Linked DNA regions of Sus scrofa: all the other regions are linked to region 3. A link is a contact called in public HiChIP or PLAC-seq data. All regions are on one chromosome and are shown on one strand. The core of a region is the stretch at or near the end of the contact, and the rest is flanking DNA. Distances in the headings are between cores, read along the strand shown.

Evidence for each region. HiChIP or PLAC-seq counts read pairs in DNA pulled down with a chosen protein or histone mark.
Region 1: an H3K27ac HiChIP or PLAC-seq map of alveolar macrophages shows a contact between it and region 3. The contact joins two enhancer-like sites. A contact is called at or near these places in 1 of 47 Hi-C or Micro-C datasets (skeletal muscle) and 1 of 2 datasets of contacts at active chromatin or transcription factors (alveolar macrophages).
Region 2: an H3K27ac HiChIP or PLAC-seq map of alveolar macrophages shows a contact between it and region 3. The contact joins two enhancer-like sites. A contact is called at or near these places in 2 of 2 datasets of contacts at active chromatin or transcription factors (alveolar macrophages and skeletal muscle).

What each region holds. Positions count from the first base shown.
Region 1 is chr1:8,476,296-8,479,893 of Sscrofa11.1, forward strand. All of the region lies in intron 9 of SYTL3 (synaptotagmin-like protein 3), which reads right to left. Among named protein-coding and RNA genes, the nearest start is that of SYTL3, 68 kb to the right of the region's middle. Within about 2 kb of position 2,271, at least 12 of the 83 cell types and tissues checked have an H3K27ac peak or open chromatin away from gene starts, as enhancers often do. A contact at or near this core is called in alveolar macrophages, where this site is marked.
Region 2 is chr1:8,445,058-8,448,882 of Sscrofa11.1, forward strand. It overlaps EZR (ezrin), which reads left to right. Exons shown (of 14, transcript XM_013992459.2): 9 at 3,627-3,790. Among named protein-coding and RNA genes, the nearest start is that of EZR, 44 kb to the left of the region's middle. Within about 2 kb of position 2,199, at least 12 of the 83 cell types and tissues checked have an H3K27ac peak or open chromatin away from gene starts, as enhancers often do. A contact at or near this core is called in alveolar macrophages, where this site is marked.
Region 3 is chr1:8,271,354-8,275,008 of Sscrofa11.1, forward strand. No RefSeq gene overlaps it. Among named protein-coding and RNA genes, the nearest start is that of RSPH3, 30 kb to the left of the region's middle. Within about 2 kb of position 1,643, at least 15 of the 83 cell types and tissues checked have an H3K27ac peak or open chromatin away from gene starts, as enhancers often do. A contact at or near this core is called in alveolar macrophages, where this site is marked.

The sequences.
Region 1 (3,598 bases), core at 1,021-3,520, 210 kb after region 3:
TCTCTCACGGAAATGCTGAAAGTGTTTCTTCACTCTGCCAAGTTCTCCTTTTTTTTTTTTTTTTTTTTGCTTTTTAGGACCACACCCACAGCACGTGGAGGTTCCCAGGCTAGGGGTCTAATTGGAGTTACAGCTGCTGGCCTACCCCACAGCTCACAGCAACGCCGGATCCTTAACCCACTAAGCAAGGCCAGGGATCAAACCCGAAACCTCATGGTTCCTAGTTGGATTCGTTTCCACTGGGCCATGATGGGAACTCCCTTCCATCTGCCAACTTCTAACTCCTGATGACTGGAGTTTTCCTTTTCTTTTTGGCCACACCCATGCTCTGCAGAAGTTCCCGGGTCAGGCACCAAACCCCCACCACAGCAGTGACCTGAAATCACAGCAGCGACAACACCAGATCCTTAACCGCTGAGTCATGAGGGAACTCCTTTTATTATTATTTTTTTAATTTAAATAAACTGGTTTTTCTTCTCACAAAGCATTTCATGTTGATGAAGATATACAAAACATGGGTAAGACCAAAAAAAAAAAAAAATAAAAAATAAGAAAAAAGCATAAGCCCGCTATTCCAGGGTCAACTTTTTGGTGTAACACTTTCAGTTGTTTTATAATGTCTATAACTGTTTTGTTTCTATAAATATGTGCTACTATAACACTATTTTGTTACATTATATCTTCGTTTATCAATATATATTTTCCACATTAATATTCTTCAACATTATTTTTAATAGTTGCAAAGTATTCACCTAAATAAATGTACCATAATTTATTTAATGGTTGCCCTATTTTAGACATTTTTTCCAATTTTTTTTTTTTTTTTTTTTTTTGGTCTTTCAGGGTCGCACCCAAAGCATATGGAGGTTCCCAGGCTAGGGGTCGAATCAGAGCTACAGCTGCCGCCTACACCACGGCCACAGCAATGTCAGATCTGAGCCACCTCTGCGACCTACGCCACAGCTCACTGCAAGGCTGTGAGCCAGGGATCGAACCCACATCCTCATGGATACTAGAGGGGTTCGTTACCACTGAGCCACAACAGGAACTTCCTGTTCCTTTTTTGCATTAAAATTATAAACAATGCTACCGTCAACGTTCACATATACATGCTTTTGGCAACACTCATGATTTTTTTTTTTTGTCTTTTTGCCTTTTCTAGGGCTGCTCCTGAGGCATATGGAGGTTCCCAGGCTAGGGGTTCAATCGGAGCTGTAGCCACTGGCCTAAGCCACAGCCACAGCAATGTGGGATCCAAGCTGCACCTGTGACCCACACCACAGCTCACGGCAATGCCGGATCCTTAACCCACTGAGCGAGGCCAGAGATCGAACCCGCAACCTCATGGTTTCTAGCCGGATTCGTTAACCACTGAGCCATGACGGGAACCCATGCTGATTTTTAAAGACTATTTTCTGTAATAAAATTGTTGAATTTGGAGTTCCCTCATGACTAGAAACCATGAGGTTGTGAGTTCGATCCCTGCCCTTGCTTAGTGGGTTAAGGATCCAGCATTGCCATGAGCTGTGGTGTGGGTTGCAGGTGCGTCTCGATCCCAAGTTGCTGTGGCTCTGGCGGCTACAGCTCGATTGGACCCCTAGTCTGAGAACCTCCATATGCTGCAGAGCGGCCCTAGAAAAAAAGACAAAAAAAAGACAAAAAAAAAAAATTGTTGGATTAAAGAGAACAGGCATTTGAAAGCCTTTGCTATAGGTTGCTAGTTGCCCTCCAGGTCACCGCAGCAGAACACCCCCTGCTCCCTACTGTCCCCAGCACCCACCTGGGTCACGTGTTAAATTTGCTAAAACCCTCCCCAAATAGACTTGCTTTCATTTCCCCCTGATTTAACTCCCCGGGGAGATTGACTGTTTCCATGTATTGCCCATGTGTACTTCTACTTTTGTAAAGGGTACAGCTTTAATAGGGCTTTTTCTAGCCCCAACTTGCTATTTCTCAGAGAATATAGATGTGTCTCAGAAGAGTAGGCAGGCAGCATCTTTGGGCAAGAAACAATACTGGTATTTGCTCTGTGGGAGTTCAGTTCCCTCAAACCAACAGTGCTTCGGTCTAAAGGGAACAGGTCAGGAGTAAATGTGTAATAATTCAAAAATGTAAGGGTCTCCATCAGAGAAGCCTTTAGAAAGAGTGGAGACGGAGCCGGGCTGCATTTGCACTTTTTTTGGAGGAAGTCCCCAGGGTAAGAGACACTCTGAGGGAGAGGAATACACTGTCACCTCCCTTTGCCCCAGCATCCTTCTGACTCAGAGGTTTTTCTGGGTGTGGATCAGCCCCGAGGGAGCAAAGCTGGACCAGGGGGATGGGGCTCAGGGAACTACTCAGTTTAGAGCTCAGCAAATCCCTGGGGCAGGACACAAAGCCTGCGCTCAGACTCACGGGGCCCCTGAGGGGTGAAACAGAGTTCTGCAGTGACCGTGTGACCTTGGCAAGTTGCATAATTGCGATGAACCTCAGTGTTCCCTCTTGCGAAATGGGATAATAGCATCTGTCCACAAGATGAGGGCGGGTGAAGCTCCTAGCTCTGCAGCAGGCTTTCACTAACAGCTCTGCTGAGAATGCAAGCAACCCTTTCACAAATATTTATGGAGTGCCATTTCAGGGGCAGGCCCTGCTCTGGGCACTGGGGAATGACCAATGACAATAAGCAGCAGATAAGCCAATTATCCAGCAGTAGAAGGTGATAAGAACAGAGATAGACATGAGAGCAGGGCAGGGGAGGCAGAGCAGGGCAGGGGGTAGCCTCCTGAGAAGGTGACCTTGGCGCAGAGACTTGGGGGGAGGGAGGGAATGAGCTTGGTGCCGCAGGGGAGGGTCTGGCTATTCCAGGACCGGGGCTGTTGGGTCCTGGGGCAGGTGGGGGCCTCGTGGACCCCTGTGGGGTGGATCAGAGCCCGCCTCCCTGCCTCTTTGTTGGTTTCTGGGCACACAAGACGCAGCCCTGGCCTTGGAGAAGCTTAGAGGCCAGTCCAGTGGGCAGTTTGGGGAAGCTGCCCCTGGGCTCCCTCGGAAGGAAGGTTTTGTCTCACCCTCCAGGGTCAACCTCGCATCGGCTCCCGCTGGCTGGAGTCCCTGGAGCCTGAACATTACCTGGGGTGGAAGCAAACCTTCCATGGGCCATGGGAAAGTTCCCAGAGGCCACTCCTACGCTCTCCCTATCGCACCCACCACAGGTTCGACCCTGGGAGAGAATGTTCTAGAGCCGCCCGTGCTTACTCCCCCCTCAGGGACGGGTCTCCTCAGGGCTCCTCTCACCTTTCTGAACTGTTCTCAGGTATAAACATCACCTGGAAGGTGCTCCGCCAGCTCCAACACAAGCTCTCCCAGGTCCCCAGACTCCCACACCTCGGGGTGTCCGAGAGGCAGAGGGCCAGGGCCCAGCCGGGGGCAATCCCGTCCAGCTCTGGGGGACCCTGCGTCACCCCTGTGTGGCCCTCAGCCGGGTGGGGAGGGTCTCACCCCAGGACTTGGGTGAAGTGAATTTGCACTGGAGTCCTCCACCAGTGTGGACACGCACCCCTGCTTGAGAACCGTGTGGAAACAAGAACCTTCTTCCCAGGAGAGTGCACAGAGACGCACACAC
Region 2 (3,825 bases), core at 949-3,448, 170 kb after region 3:
GATCGTTAACCCACTGAGCAAGGGCAGGGATCGAACCCGCAACCTCATGGTTCCTAGTCGGATTCGTTAACCACTGCACCACGACGGGAACTCCTGGAGTTGTTTTCTAATGGAAATCTGTTCTTTAAAAAAATCTGCCGCTTGAAGAAATTCTCTGACCCTTCTTAGAGCCTGTTCTGAATTTTACTGTAATTACAGCTCAGAAAGGACTTGCGTCTCGTGTAATTTCTGTCCCTTAGTTACAGTGTCAGGCTTAGGGAGGCACGCACGGGCTGCAGTCCAGGCTGTGGACGTCGGGGTGCCCTCCTGGACTCCAGTGCTGCTTCGTGATGCTTCACGTCGGGACAGCATGGGGCCTTGCCGTCCCCGCTGCTGCTCCCACGCAGGGCTGACGTTAGCTCGCTGTGTGGGAGCAGCACGGGTCTGGAGGCTGTGTGTAAAAGTAGCGTCTTTGCTGAAAACCTTCCCTGCTGTTGGCAGAGTCTGGCCTCCTGCCCCATGGGTAGTTGCGCAGTTATTTTAAATAAAGCATTTAATGCAGACTCTCCAGCTCCGTGGTAACCGGTCGCATTTGCATGCGGCACCGTGAACCGCGGGTCCCCGTGTAGCCGGGTCACAGGCAGTCAGGAGTGCCAGGAGATCCGCAGTCTGTTCACCAGATGTTACTGATGGTTCGGAATGTTTTTTTAGAAATTTGACTGACAGAAGCGGGAATTCTGGGTAGATTGTTTAGGAATTAAGTTTGTGAGGATTTTATTTTTTCAAACATGGCTTAAGTTTAGCTTTCAGAAAGCTGGAGAATTTTTGTGATCACAAACGCCAAGCAGAGGCACCTGTGACGCCTATGCTTGCGCAGGCTGAGTGTACCGTTTCTGTAAACTGGCCTCGGTGAAGCCATTGCTTACAGGGGGAAAGGGGAGAGAGAAGCATTGCAGGTTGCAGGGGGCGCAGTGCTGGGATGTGCGCCCTCCCCGTGAAGAGATGGGTGAAGACAGGCCCAGTGCTCTTTTTCTGGCGGGGAATTGAGCGGTGCAGCTGCGTCTCATACCAGCTCAGCCGGCGGAGACAGGCCAGGGCTGGGTGACCGCTTCGGATGGGTGAGGGGTGCTCTGCTCTGCACCCCGGACTGGGGCTGGTTTGAGATGCCGTGCCAGGTTGTTGTACCTGGCCTCAGACTTTGCACCGGCGGCCCTAGAAATCAGATTTCCAAGTTTCCATGGTCCAAGTCGCCACCCAGTGATGCCCGAGCGGAGGGTGGTCTTGGCCAGACCCTGGCTGAGCCTGCCCCCTCCCCCCGCCTGCCTTTTTTTTCCTCCCACACCTCTGACCAGTGGAAGGTCCCTGGCCAGGGATCAAACCCGCACCACAGCAGCAACCCGAGCTACTGCAGTGACAATGCCGACCCTTAACCTGCTGCACCAGCGCGGGAACTCCCTGGGGCCATGTCTGGACTCTTGTGATGGACTTCAGGGCCTGCCAGTGGCTCTGAGCAGGGCTGGGGCAGCCGCTTCCCCTCCGAAAGCACCTCTTGCTCCTGCCTCGGGGAAAGGCAGCGAGCCATCCAGTAGCCTGGGAACCATGGGAGGGGTCACCCTGCTGGGCCTGGCGGGCCCGGGCTCTCCCTCCTGTCTCCTGGGGACGCGGGTCACTTTCCTGGAGCTGCCCTCGTGCCTCGTTTCGGGTTTCAGAACTCCGTCGCTGCCGGTTAGACAGCCTGCCCCGGCCTTGTCGGGAGCTGTGGCCTGGAGACACGGGTTTGGAAATCTCTAAATAATTGTTAGTTTGTGGCTTTTGTTTTTAACCTGAAGTCAGAAACTGGCCTTCTTCCAAGGCGGCACGAGGAGTGTCTCCCGCCTCCTGCGAAGCTGTGGACGTGGACGCCGTCACGTCTCTGGTGCCTCACAGGCCCTGTCCCAGGTGGCTGGACGCCCTGGGGGGTGTCGCCTGCAGTTCTAACCTTTGGTTTTTTTCAAGTGGCGTTTTTCTGAAGAGGTGTTCTCACAAATCAGAGTTTCTTTGCAGATAATTAGGAAGCCCATCTGGGTAGCACTCCTGTGCGCCACAAGCGGTTGTTTTCTCTTGTGTAATCAGAGACGGGTGGGTGGGTAACAAAAAGACCTGCCCCTCCCAGCTCCGCAGACACCCCCGGGAGACACCCGATGACTTCATAACAAGGCCGTGAAACCCCGAGGAGGGCCCCACCCAGGAAGTCTGTGGGCTCTTGGGCTTGACATTGCTCTGCTTGGCGTTTCTGGACGACGAACAGGCCGGGCCGGGCCGCTAAGTCGGTCCTTCCTGGGCATGTTGCTCAGCCTGCCGGGCCAGTCCCTAGGATCGGGCAGCCCTGTTTCTTTGTTTCAGCCGCCCTTTCCCTGTTGCAGTGTTGGGCGTCTGGCTGCTGGGGGCCCTGCGGCTCAGAGGAGGAAGCAGGCAGACCTTTCAGAACAACTTGTAGCCGGAGTTTCTAAGCTTCGTTGCCCCTTCGGTCACCTGTGTTCCTCACACAGGCCCCCAGGAGCTAGGACACAAGGCCCTGTGCCACTCGTGCCCCACACTCGTGCAGTCACTAGTCCTAAGCTCTTGGGTGCTACGATCCTGCTCTGCCTTTCAAGAAGGCTCTACCAGCAGTTCTGGAAGGCAGCCCGCAGTCTGGGCGAGGGTTTGTGTCCCCGCCAACTTGCGTGGTGCCACACGCCTTTCTGAGTCCTACTGTAAACATTTTCTGATTGAATCCTCGCAACAAGCCCATTGATTGTGTAACTGAAGATGCTGAGGCTCAGCTCGGCGGAACGATCTGTCCAAGGTCGTGGGGTCGGTGTGGCAGTGCTGCAGGAACTGTCACTCGGAACATTGGTTTGGTCCTGAGAACAGAGAGATGAATGGAGGTGGCCCTGCTCTTGAGGGAGCAGCGGTCTAGTGGGGAGAGCAGACCCAGTCAGCGGGGGCACCACAGTGACGTCAGCTGAGGAGGACGAGGGACCTCTGGAAGTGCCATGTCCTGGGGTGCCTGCCATTGCACAGGACATTCCAAGGGGAGGGACTCTTTGAGGACGTGCCCACAGGTATGAAGGAGCGAAGTTCATGACAAGGGGTCGGTCAGGGTTGGGGCTGGACGGCCTTCCACGTGCGCCCGGCCAAGGCGTCTCTACCCAGTCCTGGGGCCAAGAGGCCGGCATGGAAGACCCGATCGATGTGCTGGTAGCATCGTGGGAGGGGAAAGGCTGAGGCAGAGGCCATGGGAAGCCCATGTAGGAGGAGTTGAGCGAGGCAGGAATCGGTTGGGCTGGGGGCTGGAGAGGACAGGTGGACCTTTGTCGGAAGGCCAGGCGGCGCTGGCACTGTGGAGGAATTGGGCTGGGGGGAAGCTTGGTGGTCCCGCGTGGGGTTCCCGTGTCTGCGCACAGGCACACCCACAGTGCCCACACTGCTCCTGCTGGTCCTGGAGAGGACGCGACCCTTCGTTTGGGGTCATTGATGACTGTGAAGCCCCCACTGGCCCCCTCCGCGTTGCTGCTTGTTCTCTTAGAAAAGCTATCCAGAACTTTGTGAAGTCAGGTTCAGAAGAAGAAAGCTAGAGAAAGGTGTCTCCGGGCCCGAATCCAAGTCCGCCCTGTTCCGCTCTGCAGGACTTTGTGTTCTATGCCCCCCGCCTGCGGATCAACAAGCGGATCCTGCAGCTCTGCATGGGGAACCACGAGCTGTACATGCGCCGCAGGAAGCCCGACACCATCGAGGTGCAGCAGATGAAGGCCCAGGCCCGGGAGGAGAAGCACCAGAAGCAGCTGGAGCGGTGAGCGGGCTGGGCTGGGCAGAGGCGGCGCCTGA
Region 3 (3,655 bases), core at 393-2,892:
CCAGCCTTCCCCAAGCTTGTTCACAGTCAGAGACCCAAAAAAAAGGTTGCAAATCAGGTGTCACTATCCTGAAAAACAAGTGTTAATGGTATTGGATTGATATCTATAATTCTCCCTTTCAATTAAAGCATATTTACCTCATTGTTTTAGTGATTTCAACTTACAAATTAAAATTTAATAAATTGATAGTTTATATGATATTTTTCTGTTTTGCATAAGCCATGAAAGTAGCATAAATGAAATATGTAAGTTAAAGGTACAGTAATGGCTTTATAAGTTTACTTATAAATAAAATCAACAAGATACTGGAGTTTGAAATTTCAGTTTAAAAACAACATTTAAAGAATTTTAGGGAGTTCCCGTCGTGGCGCAGTGGTTAACGAATCCAACTAGGAACCATGAGGTTGCGGGTTCGTCCCTGCCCTTGCTCAGTGGGTTAACGTGAGCTGTGATGTAGGTTGCAGACGCGGCTCAGATCCTGCGTTGCTGTGGCTCTGGCGTAGGCCGGCGGCTACAGCTCCGATTGACCCCTAGCCTGGGAACCTCCCTATGCCGCGGGAGTGGCCCAAGAAATAGCAAAAAGACAAAAAAAAAAAAAAAAAAAAAAGAATTTTAAATTCTTTTTGAAAAGTTTGAAATGTGAATACATTTTTATTATTGTATGCATTTATAATTTTTATAAATTACAATTTTGTTAAACATTTTTATTTTTTGAAATGATCGTATCTTTAACATTTTGGATTATATTGATATTTATATTAACCACTAGATGTCAGTAAACCCCTAAGGTAAAGTCAGCTTGCCTCCAACTTCATACGTAATTTAATGACCATAAAGAGATCTTGGTAGACAGAGTTCAAAAATATTTTGTACACCTTGGAGACTCTAGACTCGCACTGGATATTTTTTTATCTTGCCTAAAGTCGTCGGCCAGCTCTGTAGGGGTGGCAGTGGGCCCCAGCCTGTATCTTAGATGCTTAAAATAGTGTTGCAAGTACCTGACCTTAGTTGTCTTGTGGCACAGTGGATTAAAGATCCAATGTTGTCACTGCAGCGGCTCGTGTCGCTACTGTGCATAGATTCAGTTCCTGGCCCAGAAACTTCCATATATGTGTGCGCGCCCCCCACCTCCCCGCAAAAAAGAAAAGGATATGACCTTGGCTGTCATATTCTCTAGTCTTCTATCCAATACAGGGTCCTCAGGCTATGGCACATAGTGAGTTATAGTGTGCGGTTCTCATTATTAGAAATTTCTTTTATACTGACTAAGTCAAAATCTGTCCCATTATAACTTATGCTTTTTGGCTTATAAGCTGTTACAAAGTGGCATGGTTATGGTGGAGGGAGACAGAATAATTTTATTACTGTATCAGTCTATCCTATACTCCAGTGGTTTTTCTTTTTTTCCAAGTTTTTCTTTTTCCCAATGACGTATCACCACCTTTCCACTATTCCTCATGTGACATAATTTCAGAGCTTTCTCACTCTCCATCCTGGTTACTGCTTCCTTGAAAATCCTACTTGGTCAAAGCCATCTTCACTCATGTCTCCCAGAATTAGGCGTCTGACTGTAGATGAATCTGACTTAGCAAAGAGTGTGATCTGGACATAACCAGCTCACTTCCTCTAAATTCAGATATCTGGAAACCTCATTTTTAGAATATAGAAGAGAGGAAGCCAAAGTGATTTCTGAGTAGTCACAGTGTCACAAGACCCACACCTCTTGCAGCGGACCATGCAAACCATTCTAACATTGCTACACGGATTCGCTGTTTGATTATTAAGCCCGCAGCGTGTTAGAAGTAGTATACTGACAAGGAGAGAGCTGCTGTAGAAAGATGGTGGGCTAACATTTAGAAGAAAAATAAAGGCAGAATAAAAGCAGGAAAAAATAGTTCACAAGGCGCAGAAGTTTAGGGCAAAAATGGAATATTCCACAGAAGGTCTTGAAACATGTTACATTACAGCACAGTACAAAAATTAATGCTTATGGAAGAAGCACTTCTGGAATGGTGGAGTAAGGACTTCTGAAATCAGCTCCTCCATAAAAGCAATGAGAACACAGGCAAAAATTATCCAAAAAATAACATTTTCAGAACTCTGGAAATTAACCAGAGGCTTGCATCAGTGAAGAGCATTTATTTAAGGAAAATGGCTGAATCTCAGAAGAGTGGCATTTAAACTTGGCCTATTCCCATCTCATTCTTCCCAGCTCCACAGTAGCCTTGAAAACCAACAGACTCAAAACCATGGTAACTGAGAAAACCAGCAGCCCATCAGCCACTGGAGGGAGCAGAACATGCTCGGGGCTCCCTGGAAAAGCCACATCTCCAGAAAACTGTCACTGTTTGACCTCTCTGGCAGCTCCCTGGGTAAGCCCTTTAACAGAGCTTATCTTTATTTGATCTGACTAAGAGCTTGCTAAGTGAGGAAAGTCCTAACACCAGGACTTTTGTTTAAAAAAAAAGAAAGAAAGAAAAAAGAATCAGCAGCACTATTCTAATATCACAGCTGCCCTAGGCAAAAATGCCAGTCAGAGAAAGCAGGAGGCTGGCCAAAACCCTTGAAAAGGAAATCTGAGGAATGAGATGTCCATAGGGGGTTTTGAAAAGCTTCAGCATGTTCCTGGGAATCTACATGTAGGGTGCTTTGTAGGGTTGTTTGCAGGCCCAGGAAAGCCCTGGGAAGGCCCTCTTCTCTCACCCCTGGCTGACCTTGAGGAGCTACACAAGCAGGAGTTAGAAGCTAAGTCAGAGTTGTCAACTGCTGAAATATTGAAGGTGTGAGTCCACACACACAGAGCCCCTCGGCACAGGGCGCCTCAGTGGGATTGATCCCAGGAATGCCAGCTTGGTTTAACATTTCAAATTCAATTAATGTAATCTATCACAAAAATAGGCTAAAAATGAAATATCACATGATCATATCAATAGCTGCAGGAAAAGTGTTTGACAAAAGTCAACATCCATTCATGATTTGGAAAAAAACAAAACAAAACAAAAAAATCTCTCAGTAAACTAGGAATGAGGGAAATTCCTCGACTTGGTAAGGAATATTTACCAAAAATACCTGCAGCTGACACCGTGATGAGAAACTAGAAGCTTTTCCACTAAGATTAGGTACAAAGCAAGGATGTCCCCTCTCACCATTCGTTTTCAATATCATACTGAGTCTTAGCTAATACAATAAAAAGAATATAAGTATATGGCTTGACAATGAAGAAATAAAACAGTCTTTATTCACAGATGACCTGATTGTCTATGTAGAAAATCTGAAAGAACAAAAAAAGCCTCCTGAAACAAATAAGTGATTAAAGTAGGGTGACAGGATGCAAGATTAATATACAAAGTTAATTTACTATATATCCTTACTATGTATCAGCAATTAGCAAATGGGATTTAAAATTAAAACAATACTATTAAAATTAGCACCCCTTGTAAGTGAAGATTGGGGGTATAAATCTAACAAAATATGTGTAAGATTTATATGAGGAAAAACACAAAACTCTGATGAACGAAACCAAACTACTCGATGGAGAAACATTTCATGTTAATGAATAGGATGACTCTGTATTGTCAAGATGTCAGTTCTTCCCAACTTGTTCTATAGGATCAGTGCAGTCCCCATCAAGACTCCAGCTTATTTTTTGCAGACG